Regions from separate parts of the Zea mays genome. Here regions 1 and 2 are each linked to region 3. Evidence: chromatin contacts called from public Hi-C data. All regions are on one chromosome and are shown on one strand. The core of a region is the stretch at or near the end of the contact, and the rest is flanking DNA. Distances in the headings are between cores, read along the strand shown.

What was found. A called contact is a pair of places that touch in the nucleus more often than the background predicts.
Region 1: a contact with region 3 is called in a Hi-C map of ear, with 4 times the contacts expected there. The contact joins the promoter of LOC100275996 here to the promoter of LOC103629990 in region 3. A contact is called at or near these places in 3 of 25 Hi-C or Micro-C datasets (ear, leaf and tassel).
Region 2: a contact with region 3 is called in a Hi-C map of endosperm, with 2.4 times the contacts expected there. The contact joins the promoter of LOC100280336 here to the promoter of LOC103629990 in region 3. A contact is called at or near these places in 6 of 25 Hi-C or Micro-C datasets (ear, endosperm, leaf and 1 more).

The regions. Positions count from the first base shown.
Region 1 is chr6:129,760,398-129,763,097 of Zm-B73-REFERENCE-NAM-5.0, reverse strand. It overlaps LOC100275996, which reads right to left and starts at 1,371. Exons shown (of 1, transcript NM_001149894.1): 1 at 434-1,371. The coding sequence starts at 1,320. The coding sequence ends at 742. It overlaps LOC103631377 (DNA topoisomerase 1), which reads left to right. Exons shown (of 21, transcript XM_020539478.2): 21 at 1-294.
Region 2 is chr6:129,416,899-129,419,598 of Zm-B73-REFERENCE-NAM-5.0, reverse strand. It overlaps LOC100280336 (THO complex subunit 4), which reads left to right and starts at 1,388. Exons shown (of 7, transcript NM_001153262.1): 1 at 1,388-1,755.
Region 3 is chr6:129,593,758-129,596,457 of Zm-B73-REFERENCE-NAM-5.0, reverse strand. It overlaps LOC103629990 (NF-X1-type zinc finger protein NFXL1), which reads right to left and starts at 1,449. Exons shown (of 1, transcript XM_008651086.3): 1 at 1-1,449. The coding sequence starts at 1,171.

The DNA.
Region 1 (2,700 bases), core at 122-2,621, 170 kb before region 3:
CATATTTTTCCTTTAGTCATCAACATCATAAGCTGCATTGAACGCGCGGACACAGAATACCAGACTATAAAATTCTGAGCTTAACAAAGATGAGAGGGTGGTTTCATCACCTATTTTACATAATCGCTGCATTTCCTAATTACTTTCACATTTTGTACTAGAGATAAATGCATCTTTTACCACAGGAAACCCATTTTAGTTGTGACCGTCGTGTAGGTTATGTACTCATGTGTAAGAATTGTATATGCTACTTCACAGCTGAAATTCCATCTGTTTTGCACTCCTTTTTTTTAATTTGTTTTCACCGGTTGATCCCGAATAACGGCTAGTCTTAGTAATGCTGTCGCGGGAATTTTTTTTTTTACTTTTGAATACCTTTACGAACATCGTAAGTTTTTCACCATTCAACCGATTGGATCCACTTTTAAATGTCTTTAGTTCAGTAGCACTACTTAGTTTTGTCTATGAAAAAATGTCTCACCAATAAGTACTGGAGAGATGTAAAAGTAAAACTGAGCTGTGGTATAGGTACTAGAAGACGTCCACGTTCTTTCACTCATGCATAGCATAGCCTGTTGGTCAAAGTAAATATCAGACAGAGTAAAATACATCCAGACAGCAAACTTCAATTTCAGACATTCCTGTTCTAGCTCCTGGTTCGTTGACACACTAAAGCACACGTTCACCTCTCCATTCTCGGTCACGCAGAGACCTCAGCGCCACCACACGCTCGCCATCCACCTACTCATACCTGTAGATGAAGTCGGAGTTGCCGACCATGGCATTGAGCACCTGCGAGACGAGGAAGCCGCTGCCGGCGATGACGGCCACGATGAGCAGCGCCGTGACGGGGTTCTTGAGCAGCTCCACTATGGGCTGCAGCACCGTGTACGCCACCCCTGTGCTCACCGTCACAACGTACAGCGCGTACCGCCGCATGTTGTCCCAGAACTCCTCCACCAGGGGGCCCTCTGGCCCCAGCGCCAGGGCGGGGCCTGGCCCCGCGGACAGGGCCAGCGCCACGGTCACGCCCACCGTGATGCCGCCGAGGAGCGCCCACGTCGGCAGAGCGCACGTCCTGCCGCCGCCGCCGGCCTCGTTATTATTGCCCGCTGCAGCGAGCTCTTGACGCAAGTGGCTCTCCTCCTCCCTAGCTGCTGCGATGCTTTCGTGAGGCGCTATGGCAAGGAGGCGTTTTGCGTGCTGCTGCGGGGTTGGTGGTTCACAGGAGGAGAGCCCAGCTCGGACGACGGCGGTGAGGCCATGGCCGCGTCCGGGAGACAGCCGATGTAGGTGGTGGAGGAGAGAGAGCTGGTTCATCTTGTGCAGGCGCCGTCGCTTGGTGGTTGTTTTTTGTGATAAGGCTTCTCCAACCATCCATCTCTCCCTATACGTACTTTATACTCTTTTTATTACCTTCCTCCCCCCACCCCCCAAACTTTCACTTCTCCAACCGTTCAACCTAGCAATTTCATATCGCCATTAACCGGGACCACGCCGCTGGACACGCGAGGATCATGGCGGACTACTTCAGCGATAACCCGGTCTACAGTGATTGGCAGTTCCGACGAAGGTTTAAACCCTTGCTTTTTTTCCGTTTCCATTTCTCATTTTGCAATGGGGATTTTACAAAGTTCTAAAGCTTTTTTACTTAGGTATGAGGCGACCATTATTCATTCGCCTCATGGAAAGCGTGACCGAAAGGGACCCATGGTTCTCAAGTCGTCCCGATGCGGCGATGCCACCGGGAAGATGGAACTAGCTCCATTCCAGAAATGCATTGCCGCATTTTGGCATACGAAGTTCATGCTGATGCGGTCGACGGATATGTGCACATATCCGAGTCCACTGCCTTTTAGACAAAAGGCTTCTGTCTTACACAAAACAGATGCAAAGGATTGGAACTTCGGATTTTGAAGTATAATACTCACCTGATTTGGTACAAAAGCAGGGTCCTAGTAAAACTCAAACTTTATCCATCGATTCAAATTGGATGTATCGTGGTTTTAGAAACGAGGGACAATAGATTGTGTTCGGCGGGAATGTAAGCACGGACTTATATTACTCCGAATGGTGGATCACAGAGATCCTAGCAAGGAACTAAGACATGGGGTTTATAATGGTTTAGGCTTGCGCCGTAGTCTAGTGTAGTGTTGATCGTAGTATTGCTGAGGATGTGTTACAACTGGTGTGCTTGTGTCTGTACGAGGGGAGAGGGACTCCATTTTATACTTCAAGGGATGGTCCTTACATGAGAAAGAGAGAGAGAGTTCTTTGACTAAGCCCTATGTCGTAGTGCGTGGCAGCCCCCTCTTGGACCAATCTTGGGACGTGCCTACATGCGGCATGACTCCTTCTAACGGGTCGTGTGCTGCCGTACTCTTGGCACGACATCATGTCTCATCTGCCCGACGTGCAAGTCCCTATAGCTCGCTCTACGCCCGTGCTGCTGTACTTGATGGGTCCCACATAATGTGGTCTCGTTAAGGTTGAGGTTCGTATTCAGTACATCTTCATCTTCTGTCAGTACCCTTGCGTCACCCTCCATCCTTCCTGGTACGTGGGTGGAGACTTTGTTGTCGTGACCCCCTTTGGCACTGTAAGCATGGTGTGGACATGGTTTGGTGGCGACGTGTCCTGTTATGGCAGTCGTGGACCAACAACGTCGGCCTAGGCTCCCTTCTTGCGGGTCCGTTTGGT
Region 2 (2,700 bases), core at 139-2,638, 180 kb after region 3:
TATATGTGGATAATATTATCTTTGGTGGCTCTTCTCATGCTATTGTTTCCAAATTTTCATATACTATGAGCAGGGAATTTTAGATGAGCTTGTTGGGCGAGCTAAACTCTTTTCTTGGGCTACAAATCAAGCAGACCCAAAACGGGACCTATATGCATCAAGGCAAGTATAGAAAGAACGTTCTGAAAAAGTTCGATATGGGCGAGCCCAAGCCTTGTTCGACGCCCATGTCCACCACGACGACGCTTGATGCTGATGAGGACGATGAGCCCGTGGACCATAAGGAGTGCAAGAGCATGCTTGGCTCTCTCCTGTACTTGACTACGACGAGGCCAGATATACAGTTTGCAGTATGTATGTGCTCTCGTTTTCAAGCTTCCCCACACACTTCTGATAAATAGGCTATGAAACAGATTATTAGGTACATGCGCTTCACTCCGGAGTTTGGTTTGTGGTACTCTTCTTCTTCCATTCCATCTTTGTGTGGGTACTCAGATGCTGATTTTGAGGGATGTCGCTTGGAGCGCAAGTATGCTTCTGGGGCTTGTCAGTTTTTGGGGTCTTTGTTGGTTTCCTCGTCTTCGCACAAACAGTCTGAGTATGTTGATGCCGCTAGCTATTGCTCGCAGTTGTTATGGATGATGGCTACTTTACAGATTTTTGGCTTGGATTTTCATCATATGCTTCTGCTTTGCGATAACACGAGTGCCATAAGTGTTGCCAAGAATCCTATGCTGCATTCGAAGACCAAGCACATCGGTGTTTGTTTTCACTTTCTTCGTGATCATTATGAGAAAGGCGACATCGATTTGCGCCATGTTGATACCCATCGATAGCTTGTTGTCATTTTGATCAAACCCTTTGACCAATCCACTTTTGCACATTGATGATGTGAATTGGGTGTTTGCTTCCCTTTTTGATCGAGGGCTCCTTTTGTTTTTATTCCTTTTCTTCTGCTTTTTATGTAGTTTATAGCTTTTGCTTCTTGCTTTTTTGCATTATATGTGCATCTCATATAGCCTTTTGAGCTTCACTTGTATAACTACTAGAATGTGACTATGCTTCTAGTAGTATGTTCTTTGTATACAAAATTTTTAAACTTAATTAATCTACGATTATTAAATATTTACTGTAACATCACATGATCGAATCATTGATTAATTAGACTTAAAAGCTTGTCTTATTATTTACTTCTCATTTACTATATAATTAGTTTTATAATTAGACTATATTTAATTCATCTAACTAATAATCAAACATCGGATACCTTAGAATCTTGCTTTGGATGCATACTTAAAAAAAGTTAATTCTGGGATCGGAAGCCGGAGCGCCGGAGGAAGAAAACGGAAAACGACGCAGCAGCGAAAAGAACCCAATCCGCTGGCCCCGCCAGCCCGCCCACAGAAAAGCCGTTCTCCCCTCTTTCTCGATTCGACGAGGGGAAGACTCGTCGAGCCGCCGGCCAGCCCATCTCGGCGCATTCCCGGAGAATCCCTCCGGAAACCGGTCGATCCTGGGTCATCCAACACACAGCACTTCGCTTCTCCCGCGTCCCCGACCCGCGCGCAAGCCCTCATGCGGTTAGGGCTGTAACGATCTCGTCTCGCTACCGGCGGCCGGCTGCGGAACGGGCCACCCCACGCGCTCCTCTGAGTTCGTTCGACTAATCTACCGCTGACTGTACTTTGGGCTGTCGCCACCAGAAAGCCCTCACGAGTCCTTTGCCTCCTCACTCCGTCAGGCTCGTCGCCACAGGTGCGTGGATCTCTTTTCCTTTTCCCTTTCCTTTTCCAAACATACCTCGGCGGTGTAGTTGATTTCGGCATCGCAAAATCATTGATTTGTAGCAACTTCTGGATCCACAAATTTGTCCACGGTAGTGTTCGGATTAGGGAATGCGTAGATGCACTGTTGATGAAGTGCGAACTGAGGTGGTAGTTAGCTCTGCTAACTTAAATATTATCTTATACTACCAGTCCATACTATCCCATAATACCGGTCCCTTCGAAATCTAATTGAAGAGCACTTGCAGTTACTAATTGGCAGATTGGTGTGTGTTCATGGCTTAATGCAAATCATTTTTTTTGTGCACTTGGAGATTTGGAGCCAGCCATCTTTTACGTAAACAATAGCTATTAAGTGCTCTCGCATATTTTATTTTTTATCATGTTCGTACACAACATTTGACACAAGGACCTTGTTTCAGTTGAAATTTACTAACTTCAGTTTTGTTCATACATGTTTGCTGTTGAGTGCTGCAGAGAAAAACATTTCAAGCTCAAAGTACATGCATGGGTTAATATTTCCAAGTTGGGTCCTATAGGCTCCCTTAGCTTCTGAAATTCAAGTTTAATTTACAATGAGGATAAAAAAAAACTCGGCCGGTAGGGGAAAGATTGTTCTCACTAAGAAGAAGCTCAATCGAAGCCCCGACTGAGCAAGATCATGAAAGTTGCCCCCCCCCCCACTGCAGCATGAGGATCCGTCCCCTATAGGCTAGATCTTTACTCGTGCTTTGAGGCTTCCCAATCCCTACACGAGGATCCGCCCCCATGAGTGCTAATCAGATCACCAAACTAACTCAGCTAGAAGCCCTTTCGCACAACATGAGGATAATTTTGCGCCTATATCAATCTGGTAGCTGTTGCATTGTGCAAATTCTTTGTTTGGATCATCTTCGGTTTGTCCCTGTGTTCAAAT
Region 3 (2,700 bases), core at 200-2,699:
ACGGCATGAGCTCACACTCCCCACAAGGCCCTGGGTGGCACATATCCTTGCAAGCATGGTTGCCACAGGCAAGCGTGCGGCCACATACCTCATTGCAAGAAAACACCCCGTCCTCCTCAGACAGCTCCCCCTTTTCCATCAAGTCTCCACATAGCAATGTCTCATTCTTATTCCGGCAGAAGCAACGCACAGAGATGAGAACAGCGCAATCCCCGCAAGAACCAGTGTGGCAAACCTTCTCGCAGCGATGCCTTTTGCAAGGCAGCATCTGTTCACAAGGGCGGCCACAGGTCACAGGCGTGCTCCTGTCCGCACAGCGCCGCACGATGATCTGCTTCCCGCAGGGGCAGGGTCGATCCGGAGCAAATGCTTTGCATGGCGGGCACGGGCCCGGGTGGCACTGAAGGACGCAGACGTGCGGACACCTGGTGGCGTCAACATCCTCCCCCTTGGCGCCAGGCGGTTCCGCTCTCTCGAGAGGCTTGGAGCAGGGCTCGCCGCAGGAGTGGGGTGTGAGGAAATGGTCGTTGGGGGGATCTCTCCGGCGCCCACAGAAGCAGCTGTAGGTGAGCTCGCGGGCCGGGGTGGCGTACACGAACTGACACCCCGGGCAGCGCCAGGAAGGGGAGGCCGGCTCTGCTGCTCGGGATGCATCCGCAGCGGAGGCCGGGTAGCGCACCCACTTCCGGATGCAGGGGAGGTGGAATATGGAGAAGCAGCTGCCGCAGGACCAGATGGCCGCCGACCGCCGCACCATTTCGTAGCAGATCATGCACTCCACCGCGCCGCGGGAGAGCTTGTCCTGGATCTCCTGCACCAGCTGCGGCACCGCCCCATCTCCCCGAGTCGACGCCGCTGCAGGCGCGGGTGCGCGATCACAGAAACGAGCAGGCGGCGCGGGAGTCGGACTCTCCGGCGGTGGGCCCCGGCGACGGTGTCCTGCGTTGTCGTTCTGCTCCTGAGGCGCGGCAGGGCGGTGATTGTGGCTGTTACCGTGATTAGGGCGGCGTGGGCGGCGGCGGGGCGGGCGTGCCTCCGAGGCCGAAGCCGAGGCCGAGGTAGGGAGGGGCAGGATCGAGCCGGGGGCAGAGGCGGCGGGGCGGGGTCGCCACACATGGGAGGCGGTGACCACGGGTCCACCCCCGCGGCGGCGATCGGTGGAGGGCTGCATACAGCGGCGGGAGGGGAGGGGTAAACCTAGGGTTGCGGCACCGCCCGCCGTCGGGGCGGGGTGTTTGCGGTGGGATATAGAAGAGTGTTGTTGCAGGGGTGGAGTGCGGTGTGTGGGATGGGGAAGAGAAGCCCCGGCGGAGGGTAGTGGTGGCGAGGAACGGGAAGGGTGGGACTGTGGGAGGAGGGGGGTATTTGATTGGGAAGAGCCTCGGAGAGGACGGCGAACCGGCGAGGGCGAAAGAGGAAGGCCTGGCCGCCTGGGCCTGTTCGAGTCTTCGAGATGACCGAGAGGTATGGTGCGATCGGGTCCATTAGTTTTGCGGCTGTGACGTCACGATAATTCCAATCTATGCCGCTCTTAGAGCATCTCCAAAAGCTCCCCAGAAGTCTCCCATAAATCTATTTTTTGGGAAAAACACAAAAACATGTCTCCAACAGTTCCCCTAAAGCGCCCCCAACTTTTTCATAGCCCTTAAAACTCCCTCATTTGTAGCTACAAATGAGGGGTTTTTTGGGCTCCCCAGAAACAAACTGCTGCTTTAAGGGACCTGTTGGAGAAAGGATTAAAATTTACCCCCACTTATTATTTAGATATCCCTTAAAACTGATTTTGAGAAGTCGTTTTATGGAGAGCTCTTGGAGATGCTCTTAAAAAGCGTATATCTAAACAATACCACCGCTAAGGCCCTATTTATTTTTATCTAGATTAATAAATTAAGAGACAAATAAACAATATAGTTTATTAGGTGAATTATATAATCTAGATACCTATAATATGATAATCAATAAGTAGATTATTAGGTAATTATATAATCTGTAATTTGGATTATACAATCTTGGAAGAAACAAACATGGCCTAAGAATTTGGGTTCAAGATATATCATTCCTAAATGACCTCCTCTTCAAACAATGTTATGATAGCTACTAATTCCTCTCTTTCTCCACTCTAATCAAGTTTTAACACTACATTTCACATACTTTGACCAATTTACCTCTCCTTGAACAGACACAGTCGCATGCCCATACGAAGGAGCACAAGAAAAAACACAACCTTAGACATCCCATCAAAATAATATAATAATTAAAATGCCGTGCATGTATCGTTAGTTTGATTGCTAGCATTTAGTTGTTTGCAGTGTATTATACGAAGCAGAAAATAAGAGAAAGCCATACCTAGTAAGGAACATACTATTTTTTTCTTCATATAAATTGTGCCATGCTCCTGGTGGAAAAAATGTGTTATGTTGGCAGGCACGGCAATGTTTTTTCTATCAACTTTCTATGGCTTCTTAATTAAATACCTTTCCAGGCAAGGTTTTGCAAGCTCAGGGCATGAAGGTTGACAGATCTATAGAGTTCTCGTATGATGAACTTTCCAATGCTACAAACAACAACTTCAGTATGGACTATAAAATTGGGCAAGGTGGTTTTGCCTCTGTTTTTTTTTTCTACTGAGCTTAGAGGTGAGGTCAGCTCAGCCATTTCTCACTATGTATAACATGGATAGGCAATGTAGCTGGTGCACAT